Linked DNA regions of Mus musculus: all the other regions are linked to region 2. Evidence: chromatin contacts called from public Hi-C and promoter capture Hi-C data. All regions are on one chromosome and are shown on one strand. The core of a region is the stretch at or near the end of the contact, and the rest is flanking DNA. Distances in the headings are between cores, read along the strand shown.

The links. Promoter capture Hi-C pulls out the DNA fragments that hold promoters and counts their contacts. A called contact is a pair of places that touch in the nucleus more often than the background predicts.
Region 1: a Hi-C map of liver shows a contact between it and region 2, with 2.3 times the contacts expected there. The contact joins two enhancer-like sites. A contact is called at or near these places in 1 of 484 Hi-C or Micro-C datasets (liver), 1 of 115 datasets of contacts at active chromatin or transcription factors (embryonic basal ganglia) and 1 of 9 other capture datasets (embryonic stem cells).
Region 3: a Hi-C map of liver shows a contact between it and region 2, with 5 times the contacts expected there. The contact joins two enhancer-like sites. A contact is called at or near these places in 2 of 484 Hi-C or Micro-C datasets (both in liver) and 1 of 115 datasets of contacts at active chromatin or transcription factors (embryonic basal ganglia).
Region 4: a contact with region 2 is called in a promoter capture Hi-C map of hippocampal neurons, with 2.7 times the contacts expected there. The contact joins two enhancer-like sites. A contact is called at or near these places in 6 of 39 promoter capture datasets (3T3-L1-derived adipocytes, the HPC-7 cell line, hippocampal neurons and 2 more), 2 of 15 datasets of contacts at CTCF or cohesin (the NIH/3T3 cell line and pro-B cells), 6 of 484 Hi-C or Micro-C datasets (the P5424 cell line, bone marrow-derived dendritic cells, bone marrow-derived macrophages and 3 more), 3 of 115 datasets of contacts at active chromatin or transcription factors (embryonic basal ganglia, embryonic stem cells and stem cell-derived neural progenitor cells) and 1 of 9 other capture datasets (embryonic stem cells).

What each region holds. Positions count from the first base shown.
Region 1 is chr9:63,200,220-63,202,919 of GRCm38.p6, forward strand. The region is part of intron 19 of Map2k5 (mitogen-activated protein kinase kinase 5); the gene reads right to left. Among named protein-coding and RNA genes, the nearest start is that of Skor1, 55 kb to the left of the region's middle. Within about 2 kb of position 1,327, at least 17 of the 459 cell types and tissues checked have an H3K27ac peak or open chromatin away from gene starts, as enhancers often do. A contact at or near this core is called in liver, where this site is marked.
Region 2 is chr9:63,533,541-63,536,394 of GRCm38.p6, forward strand. It overlaps Iqch (IQ motif containing H), which reads right to left. Exons shown (of 22, transcript NM_001311098.1): 8 at 2,695-2,774; 9 at 797-835. Gm16759 (a long non-coding RNA gene) reads left to right here. Exons shown (of 5, transcript XR_003948339.1): 5 at 1-464. Among named protein-coding and RNA genes, the nearest start is that of Gm39358, 31 kb to the right of the region's middle. Within about 2 kb of position 1,586, at least 44 of the 459 cell types and tissues checked have an H3K27ac peak or open chromatin away from gene starts, as enhancers often do. A contact at or near this core is called in hippocampal neurons and liver, where this site is marked.
Region 3 is chr9:63,184,043-63,186,742 of GRCm38.p6, forward strand. The region is part of intron 21 of Map2k5 (mitogen-activated protein kinase kinase 5); the gene reads right to left. Among named protein-coding and RNA genes, the nearest start is that of Skor1, 38 kb to the left of the region's middle. Within about 2 kb of position 1,344, at least 11 of the 459 cell types and tissues checked have an H3K27ac peak or open chromatin away from gene starts, as enhancers often do. A contact at or near this core is called in liver, where this site is marked.
Region 4 is chr9:63,855,235-63,857,978 of GRCm38.p6, forward strand. No RefSeq gene overlaps it. Among named protein-coding and RNA genes, the nearest start is that of Gm39359, 61 kb to the left of the region's middle. Within about 2 kb of position 1,332, at least 10 of the 459 cell types and tissues checked have an H3K27ac peak or open chromatin away from gene starts, as enhancers often do. A contact at or near this core is called in hippocampal neurons, where this site is marked.

The sequences.
Region 1 (2,700 bases), core at 77-2,576, 330 kb before region 2:
CGCAGAGAGCAGATTCTCATCTCAGTGGGGTCTAGAAGAAATCACTCATCAGAGATGTGGGGGGGGGGGACAATCTAATCTCAAGTGCATGCCATCAGATATTTCTTTTTCATTTTAAAACCCACATCTCTTGCATGCTTCAAGGAGACCTATTCTGAGAATCAGAGGGCTGGCTAGAGGGTGGTGGAGAAAACAGGCAAGGCTGACCCTGGAGACTTAGTGTTCCACAGAAGCAGCTGTTAACATACAAGAGAGCAGCGCACTAACAGTCTGCCAACAGTCATACTGCTGAAGAGATGCTTTCAAGAGCAAGAGGAAGAAGAAGAAGAAGAAGAAGAAGAAGAAGAAGAAGAAGTAGTAGTAGTAGTAGTAGTAGTAGTAGTAGTAGTAGTAGTAGTAGTAGTAGTAGTAGTAGTAGTTTGTATAGCTCAGGATGAGAAACCCTCTAAGAACAGGTCTATCTTGTTATTTTGTTCAAAGTTTAGGGAAGAAGCAAGGTCAGACACATACTTAAAAATTAGGCTCTGGCTTCCTGAGGGTCCACCGGAAGGGGAAGCACCTCGTCATTGTGGGACTGACGGGGACTGGGGACTGAGACCCATTGAGGGGTGGGGTGAGGAGTCAGAGACGCCAGTAAAGTACATGTTGCTACACATCCAAATGTCCTCTGGGAACAGGGCTCAGGCAAGAAGAAGACATGCGTTTGGAAACAGACATGCTGACTGAGGAAGCCGGTACTCTAAATGTCTCAAGATCTGGTGGAAACCGGGAAGAACGGGCGTGGTGGCGCACGCCTTTAATCCCAGCACTCGGGAGGCAGAGACAGGCGGATTTCTGAGTTCAAAGCCAGCCTGGTCTACAAAGTGAGTTCCAGGACAGCAGGGGTTAAACAGATAAACCCTGTCTCGGAAAAAAAAATGGGTCATAGAAGCCTTTAGGTCCTGGGTTCCGGATGTCACCCCGAGGGCTTTCTTGTAAACATCTAAGCAGGAAGGTCTGGACTGCAGGAGCAGGCACAACCTTAGCCAAAACCTTTAACCTGAGATTGAATCCCAAAACAACTTTAAAATCCTGCTAAGGACCACAAACTGTATCCTGCCACCAAGCAGGTAACTGCTAAATGACTGACAGCAGCCACCACGAAGCATTTTAGTAAGCAGTTCTCGGCATACAGGGGTGGCGTGTGTGTGTGTGTGTGTGTGTGTGTGTGTGTGTGTGTGTGTGTGTGTCTGCCAATCTCAGAGGCTTCGTAACTATCTGGTCAGCCCTTCTGCTGAACAACCAAACACGGGCAGGCCGCACACCAGACAACAGCGAAGGACACTGGGAACAAAGTTTGAATGACGCCTTTGCCTTGTGAGTAATGAACAGTTCAGAGAGGTCAACCCATTACAACCCAAACTGTTTAATTATTAATTATGCACAATCTCTGAGCAAAGGGACAAGTCTGGAATGTTTAATGTGTGCTAACTTCAACTGGACTCTCTCTCTCTGGGTATTTTGTTATTAGCACTTGTCAGCAAGGTACTCAGGCATAAAACAAAGGCAAGTAGCAGAAAATCGTGTGTGTGTGTGTGTGTGTGTGTGTGTGTACCTGCATATTCACTGAGGTGGAAGAACTACAGTTGCTGCCAGATCACACAGTTAAGTCTTCCAATGAGCAAACTTGTGACCGACTACAAGGGCAGGAAGGGCAGATATTCCTTATACAGAAAGCACAAATAAGAAAAGGCTTTTGAGGCAACCAAAGAGGGGGTCACTTTTGTAAAAGAATATCCGGTTTGAAAACCATGTTCCTCGGCTTTAAGGATCACCATGTGGTTGGAATCGGAATGCTTTTCCAGAGGTTTGGTTCCCAGCACTGCACGCTCACAACTGCCTGCAACCCCAACTCCAGGGGATCTGATGCCCTCTTCTGTCCTCCATGGGCACTGCACTCATATGCATCCACCTACATGCAGACATGCACACACATGCATACACTTTAAAAAGTAAAAATAAATCTTTGAAAGGACCTGTACATTAATTTTTACCTCTAATACACCCTACTCCTGTCCCCACAAATAATCACGTGTCTGAATAAGGTCAGGGCCCACGTCTGTGCTCATGTTGGAGTCCTGGTTGCTTTACTGTGTTTGACTTATGGGAGTTGTAAGTGGGAAGTAGGGATCTCTATTCTCTCCAACTGAATGAGAATCTAAAACCATATTAGGTGAGAACTCTCAAAAAGAAAAAACTATTTTTAAAAAATTCGCAGGAAGCTGAAATTCTTAGATCCTTGCTTTGTCACAACTGGCAAGGTTGAGGAATCTTTAAGACATATTTCTGAGGACTTCAGTTTTATGTTCACTCAGAAGTAAAGACAACAATGGACTTTTACAACAATGTGGTGGTTAATTCAGAGTACATCCAAATGGAAAATTATGTATTTCTCAGTCACATGATAGTTTTCTCAAGCGAGCACCTACCACATCAAAGACGGTGAGGCTGGCTCTGTGGGATGACTGATAGGGTATCAGGGAATGGCAGCCCTGAGCCTTTGCTCTTCACCTGTCCTCTCCCCTCACCGCAGGGAGCACATGCGGTATTAACACCATGAACGTTTCTATTTGTACAAATACAGGTATCCCTCCAAACCAGGATTTTATTTTACTGACATATGGGAGACAGAGGGATAACTAAACAATCTTGGGCTATTGA
Region 2 (2,854 bases), core at 336-2,835:
GGTACAGAGTACGATGGTTTCTACACAGTGAGAACTCCTGGTACTGAGGCAAGGTCTGGGAGCAGTGTGTCTGGGTCAGAAGGACTGTCTGTCTTGCAGTCACTGTTGCAGATCCAGCCTTCCTGCACCAGCACTGGGAACAGGCAGAAGACAGCTAGCTCCCTCCTTGAAAGGGGGCACTCCTGGATGTCAGAGAGCCCAGCACATTCCAAGTGCAGTTTTCCTGCTAGCGCAGGGCCCTGATGGGACAGACCTTACAGGAGTGTACTTGCCATATGTGGGGACCGGTTCACTTTTTTTTTTTTTTTGGTTGTTGTTGTTGTGAACAGTTTAAATTCTATTTCCCCAGCCTACTTTACAAATGTAGTACATGTACATACACACTCACACACGTTTGTGTAAGTACAAATGAATGTGTGTACACATGTCAGCACATGCCAATAAACTACTACATTCATTTTTAACATCTTGCTTCCTTGTAAATATACTCTTAAATGAAAATCTTTGATGCTAAAAACACACAATTCAGACCCATTTTGAGGATGAGACATCTTTTGTTTGGGCAGTGACATGATTCAGTCCTCATAGAGAGCAAAGAAATGTTTTTCACTTTCCGCAACCACAATTATTTTTTTTTAACCATGGTCTAATTTCTTTTATAAAGAAGGGAAGCGCAAAAGAACTTTTGTTGCCAACTCCAGCTGTCAAGCGGCCTCCCACACTTCTGCCCTGAAGCAAAAGAAAGGGACATCAGGTGACAGATCCCAAATTCCAACTAGTCACACAAATTACAGACCTTTCTTCTGAGCGGTCCTCTTGACCTTTTGGCTCTCCCCTACAAGGGAGAAGGAGACACAGTTTAAATCAAAATGACTCTCCTGGGAAGTTTTACAAAACAAATAGAAGGCTCAGAGTCCTGGTCACCCTTTGCCTTTCTTCCCTTCCCCCACTGGGCCCGCTGTTCCCTACCCACACTGGCGGGAGCTAATGATTAGAGGGCTTTCCCACCCCCAGACATCAATGCTGTGCACGCCAAGCCCCACTTGCCTTTGAGGAAAGGGTTTGAGAAAGGAAAGATTTACATACATAGTTATAAACGGATGCTGGGTTCCACTTCCAGGGAACACTGCAAGAGGCATCGTAAGAAAGGGCTGACTGTGGCGTCTTGCCTGGGGTGGGAGCCTGGCAGAGGGTCTGCAATAGCTCCAATGTGGAGCTCGGCACTCTGCACTTTTCTCTTCACCTTTAACATCCGTGCCCAGTTTACCATACCACTATTAAGGAGTCAGTTTGGAAATGTACCAACTTGAAGCCACAGCCTTTAAATATTACTACTTTTAACGTTAGGGGAAATCTTTGCAAGTCAACAGAAGAAAATAATGCCAGGGCTAATAAGCATTTAGAAAAGACATTATTGTTTGATTTTTTTATGAGGCAAACTGCTTACTGGCTAAAAACTCACTCTGATATGTGTATTCCCTGTAGATTTGTTCTGTATAAAACAGAGCTGAGTTCTCAGTTGGAGTGAGAATCTAAACAGGTGCCTGGGCCTAGTGACATTATGCACATTAGCCCCTGGCCTGCTCACAGCCTGTTAAACAGCTGAAGTTGAAACAATGGTGGTGCCGGCCAGGCACCGCCGGAGGCCTGTCTGCCTTGGGATTCAGCCATTTGCATTGATTTTTTTTTTAACTCATGTTTTTCATGAAAACACAAATATTTGCCATGGCAACTGGGTTGTCACATGACATGCTACACCATAAGCAGCCTGGCAATCTCTTAAGGGGAAACGGCGCACCAGTGTGGAAAAGGCACCTGGCTCCTCATGAGGATGTCTGGGCATCAGAGGCAGGGAGGGCGGGGAGCAGCCTACTCTGAGAGAGTGGGGTTCATCTCCCTGCGGTCCCTTCTAATCCCTTCTTTCTTTTTTTCATGAGAACAGCTAAAAACATGACTACACAAGTCATACCAGAAAAAGTACTGCCAGATGTCCCCTTTTGATGGAGAAAAGTTTTAATTATCCTAAATCTGTCAGTGGTCCTTAAAATGAGAAAACAACCTACAGAAAAGCCCAGCCCCTTTAAACTGGGGGCATCTTCAGGAGAGTGAATTACACGGCCATGTGAGGGACTAATGTTAGAGAATACAGTCTCCTTCCTCTTCTCCATTGTGGTTTTCTGTGAATACCTAGAGAGCTTGTCTTTTCTTATGCTTGAAGACAAATGAGATATGGGAAACGCCTCTCAGTACCACACTGCATATGCTACAGATGTAGATGTGGATGGAAAACAAGTTACTGCACCCCAGACTTCTGGTCCCTGAGCAGCTGCTAGCATAGGCTGATCACTTGCCTGCCACTCTCAAAATACTGCAGTGGCTCTGCTCACCTTCAGCCCTGCCTATAGTGTCCTGGCAGAGTTGACTTCTGCATTCATTTTCCCTTTTAAAGTAGGAGCTGACTGTGTAGTTCAGTGGTGAGCTCTTGCCTAGCATGTGGGAGGCCCTGCATTTGATCCACAGCACCACAGAGACTAATGATAACCATAATAAGATAAACTGCTCCCTAACAGCCACTGAAATACTGCTTACTCCTGTGTGGAAGGAACAACTCTACAGTGTGTCTGTTACACAGAATCACATAGGCAGCCTGCACACGGGGCAGCTTGCCCTCCTCTGTGGTAGACATATGTGTACCTTGGGTATTTCTATCTGGTGAGAAGGCTCCTCCACTTCTTCAGGAACTGGGCGTGGCTTGAGAGCGAGAGGAAAGGAGGCTGTGGACAGAGGCAGGACAACATTACTCCTTCCAGAAAGACAGGCTAGGCCATCTGGTGCATCCTATGGGGTTCAACTT
Region 3 (2,700 bases), core at 94-2,593, 350 kb before region 2:
CGTGTTTGTGTTCAGCGCTTCCTTTCCAGGAGTGTTTATTGACTGGGTTAGCGAGAATGGTGCAAGCAGGGAATGATCAATGGCGTTTAGCCTGACTGAGAGCCAAGGCCCGAGATAGGCACTGAATTATGAGACCATGCTCTTCCTTCAGCAAACTTACAATCTAGTTGGGGGAAAAAAAAATCCAGCTTCCCACTGGCTGCTCCTTCTAGACACCCAGGGTGCTGTAAAAGATCAAACAACACGACAGAACATCTCTGTCCCTGGCCAGGGCTGGCTGGAGGTGCTCCGTCTACTTAGAAGCTTCCATTTCTTACTCTAACCCTCTCTTACTCTAACCCTCCTCTTCTGAGGAGCTGGGAGGGCTGACTCTGCACACACTGACTGGCTCTGGAAAGATCCGCATGTGCCAGGTACTGCTCAGAGTGGGGAGTGAGCCCTGCCAGGTGAACCTGCAGGAGGATGGAGACCTCAAGAAGGACGAGGGTTGCCTTCTAGGCTGGAGACCACACCCAACAGCAGAACCTGGAGGCATCTCAGGGTACCCAATTTGGGGATGCAGGGTAACATTGTAGCTCCCTCAGCCCCCAGTGAATTGGATATGAAGAAAACAGGAGGCCAACCACTCCACCTACTGCACCTACACTAACCCCTGTTCCTCGGGGCTATGACTGCAGCACTGCCATGTGCCTTCACATGAGATGCCGTAAATCAAGACGTACTGCAGCTCATGTTCAAGCAACGGCAGCCTTACACAGGGAACTCATAGCTGTAACAAAGGATCAGACTAACCAGTGAGACGGCTCAATGGTTAAGGTGCTGCTAAGACAAACTTTCTGAATTTTATGCCCAGGGTCCACGTACTGGGAAGTGATTCCTGAAAAGCTGTCCTCTGACCTCCATGTGTGTGCCGTGATGCTTGCACATACAACAAACAAACAAATAAATACATGTAATGAAAGAGAGAAAGAGATCTGACTTGAAGGAGTGGGGAACGTTAGCCTCATCTGGAAACGAGCTGTCAAATCACCATGGCTGCTGAGGCTAGGCCTTTTCCATCTGTATCTCGACATGTGCACGCTTAAAATACATAACACACACACACACACACACATCCTTTAAAGTCTCATAAGGAGACTAAGCAGGCACATCTAGAGAGCAAAGCCTGTTTGCTGGGGTTATAATCCAGAGTCTTGCTGAAGTGTTAATGTGTTATCAGAAATTCAAATTGAAACTGACTGATTTAGCGCTGTCTCAAGCACCCAGACAGTGGCTCTGGCGTTATAATTCTGTGTAGTCACAGTGCTAACATGAGCTCTCCTGGAGGACTCCCGTGCATAAGCAAACACAAACACTACTTACTCCATGGCCTTTGGAACCCGAGGAAAAAAAGATGCCATGGCTATCAGTTGGACTTTGTGAGGAGCCACCGCCATGTGACAAGGACTTTTGTGCTCAAAGGGGGCACGCAGCCAGGACTCCTGTCTGTAAATTCTGGGTGCCACAGCTAATGTGTGTAGGTAAAGTATAGAACCTAAGCAAAAATGAAGTCTGCAAGGATGAGCCAGATGCTCGGGAACATTCTAAAAACAGGTTGTATGTGGCAGGTATGTTGGTACAGGTCTGTAATCCTGGGACTGGAACTAAGGAGGACCACAAGGAATCGGGAGGAGGAAGAAGAGGAGGAGGAAAAAGAGAAAGGAAAATAACAGACATATTGCACTACGCAGGCAATAGTCAGATGTAGTAAATGGCATTCACGGTGAGAAGAGTTTGCTAACCGTCCTTAATATGTTGAAAAGTATAGGTGCCCCCAGCACTCACATGGCCCCGATCACCCAAGGCACCTGTGTGAAGGTAGCTGTGTGAAGATGCCCTTTCTGAGCTTCAGCCTCTTCAGTAGGATGTGGTGGTGATGCTGGACAGGCTGGGTCCTGTGCTTCCAGAAAGCTATGCATCTTCTCACCTTTGTGTCAACCAAGAGGACCCCCAGTCTCCGAGAGGAGACCCCCTGTCCTTCTTCAGCGTCCTTTACCTGCCTCCATGAAGCCCTGGTCAGCCCCTTTTCTTTTGGTATTTCTGGTTAATGAATGCTCTGACTACTGACATAGTGGAATAGAGATCATCTTACTTTGCCGAGCGCACTTCACCTTTCACAGTTATCAGAAGGTCTGTGTCTCACAGTGAAGACACTTGTGTGAATCCCAAAGTCACGCTGGGGTCTGAGTGCAGAAGGGACCAAAATCCAGCATCCCTTCATTCTTTGAAAGGGAGTGTGCAGATGTCTGATTTATCATACACTTTGATTAATTAGAATAACCGACCAAAGTATCTGAAAATGTAATTACAGACGGGTTCAGGCAAACAGAAATGCTACCAGTGACAATTTAATTTAGAGGAGTTAAAGAAGTTAGCATCTCTTTGCAAGTAATTAAATGTTTAAACAGGTTTTTCTGGAGCAGTTTGGTGTTTATTGGCCCCCAAACATCCCCCCACCCCCATACACAGAGCCTTCACGGAGAAATAAGACGCCTTATGTTTGCAGCTGGGCTCAGGGGGAGCAAACATCCAAAACTCATTGTGCTTATGGCTGCCTGAACCCTCCCCTAAGGCCTATGCCTGCTTCTTGTAGACCCCACCCTGCTGTGGGTTTACTGTTTATACTGTGGGTTTACTGTTTACAGTGGTTCCTAAGCAAAC
Region 4 (2,744 bases), core at 82-2,581, 320 kb after region 2:
TGTGAGTATGTGTGTGAGAGCAATGATGAGTAAGCTTGTGAGTGCATGCATGGGTGGGGAACACAAGTGCATATAACTGTGTGAATGGGTTCAGAGAATATGAGTGTGTGAGCTGGTATGTGTGTGTGTGTGTTGTATGTGAGTGTGGGATGCATGAGTGTCTGTGTGTGTGTGTGTGTGTATGTGTGTGTGTTGTGTATGTGAGTGTGGGGTGAATGAATGTCTCTCTCTCTCTGTGGGTGCATGAGTGTGTGTGTGTGTGTGTGTGTGTGTGGTGTAAGTGAGTGTGGGGTGAATGAATGTCTCTCTCTCTCTGTGGGTGCATGAGTGTGTGTGTGTGTGTGTGTGTGTGTGTGGTGTAAGTGAGTGTGCGGTGCATGAGTGTATATGAGGGTGAAGTAAATGTGTGTAGAATGATTATAAATGAACACACGTGTGTGTGGATGTGTGATGGCTGGGGATAGAGACTGTGTATGTGCATGGAAGAGTATAGGAGTGTGTGTAGGGAGTTGTTAGTAGAAGATAGTGTGCATAAATGTGGGGTGAGATTGTGTTCATGGTATATGTGCAAATCTCACTGTGGAGTGAGTGGGTGAGTTTGTGAGCATCTTTGTGTGAGTGTATGTCTGAGAGTGTTTAGAGTGTATAATTATGTGTGTGAGTGTATAGATGTAAGCATGAGTATGAGTGTGTGCGCACGCGTTTGTGTGTGTGTGTGTGTGTGTGTGTGTGTGTGTGTGTGTGTGTGTGTTCCCTCCCAGTCAGGAGCCTTAGGTTCTCTGGGCAGGAACTAGACATCCTGCCCTCTGTTGTACCCGCCGTGGCTTTTTCTAAGTGACACACTCAACAGCTTTGGGTCTTCCGCCCAGAGCACTGAGCTCTGAGAGGCTCCACTGCCGTTTCCATCTTCCCACTTTGCCTCTGTGTCGGAGCTGATTATTCTTTGGAGGACTTGTGAGCCCAACTACTAATCAAACAGAAATCACTAAGGCTGTACACAGTTCCACAGTGCCACCCTCAGCCCAAGGCATCATGGACCCTCCTGGAGGATGGTCTAGCTGCCAAAGGGACAGAACTGTTTAATTAGAACAACTTGGATTGGAAACATTCATCCATGTATGGGGAAAATGGCGACAGACTTTTTAGGACACGCCATAAGTTTTACAGTTATTGGATTTTTTCAACTTGTTTACAAAAGCAATATTGTGAAATGGCCAACAGCCAGGCCCAGTTGCTTTTCTTCCTGCTCCTTCTGATGACAGGAGGGTGTATTATCCCCCAGCCAGCTGGGGGGAGGGGCGGGCGCCCACATGCCATCTTGCTGTCTGTTTAATTATCCATTCAGCCAGGCTGGCACTGGAGCTCTCTCTGAGCTACTCACAGCCAGTTCTGTTCTGGAATGTGGCACAGCGCTCCCTCCCCACGCCTTGGGCCCCCTGCAGCAGCCTCACCCCAACAACATGCCAACTCCCAGAGCCAGCATGACCTTGAACTTGACTGGAAACATCTGGGCCACAAGTTTCTCCTTAGTCATAAAAAGCAGATCTCTCTCTCTCTCTCTCTCTCTCTCTCTCTCTCTCTCTCTCTCTCACACACACACACACACACACACACACACACACAGTGGGTTCTGCACCAGACCATGAGGAGTCCCTGAGGGAAGCTTTAAAACATAAACCTTGCCATGCCTGACCCTTCCAAGACAAGGTCGGGGGATCCTTGAACTTTTAATCTGTCCATTATTTATTGAGGGCTATATGGTGGCATGCATGTGGGAGATCAGAACGTAACTTGTGGGAGTTGGTTCTTCCCCTCCACCAGGTCTCAGGGATGAGACTCAGACTATTAGACTTGGTGGCAAGCACCCTGACCTTCTGGGCCATCTTGCCAGCCCCAGCCTGAATCTTTGAAAGCTCTTAAGTGATTCTGCTACTTTGTAGCAGGGTCGGACATCCATTGGATTTGGTGTCTCTGGCAGGCTTTACCCTGGGACTCCACAGAATGTTGCCCCATAGAGAGTGGGGACCAGAGTTGCCCCACAGAGAGTGGGGGGTGGGGACCAGAGCTGCCCCATAGAGGGTGGGGGTGGGGACCAGGTCTGCGCTCTGTCCTCACTCCGGCTCTGATCATCTGGCAAAGCTTCATTAAGTACAAAGTCACCTGGAGAAACATCCCCGTGGGCAGGCTCCAGACCACACCTGTAAATTGTGGGGGCAGGGGGTGGGGTAAGAGGGGGGAATGTATAAAATGCAGGTGCTAAGATAGCCTTCCCATGGTGCACCTGTACTGGCCTAGCTATGGGAGGGAAAGCATCTTCAGCTGAAGAGGAACTGGCGGCTGCTCTGGCCTGACTGAAGGATGCAGAGAAAAAAAGCAAGGACAGAGAGTTCAAGGTGGGAGACCTGGCCACCAACAGTCCTGGCTTGTCCCCAGGAGACCATAAAAGAGGGACCAGGAGCTCCTGCATTCAAACTTCTTCCATAGTTGAAGAGAGTATAGTCTCAACAGGGCATAATCACACTGACGCTGGCGGCCTCCTTTCCAGCACTATGACAAATACTTGAGATTTGAAATAAAGTCGTACGGAAGAAAGGTCTGTCATGGCTCATGGTTTCGGTTTCAGTGATTTTGGGTTGGGGCTTCTTAGCCTCGTGGACATTTGGGTCTGTAACGAGGCTCACATAGTGGGAACACAAAGCTCACATAGTGGGAACACATAGCAGAAACAAACAAACAAACAAACA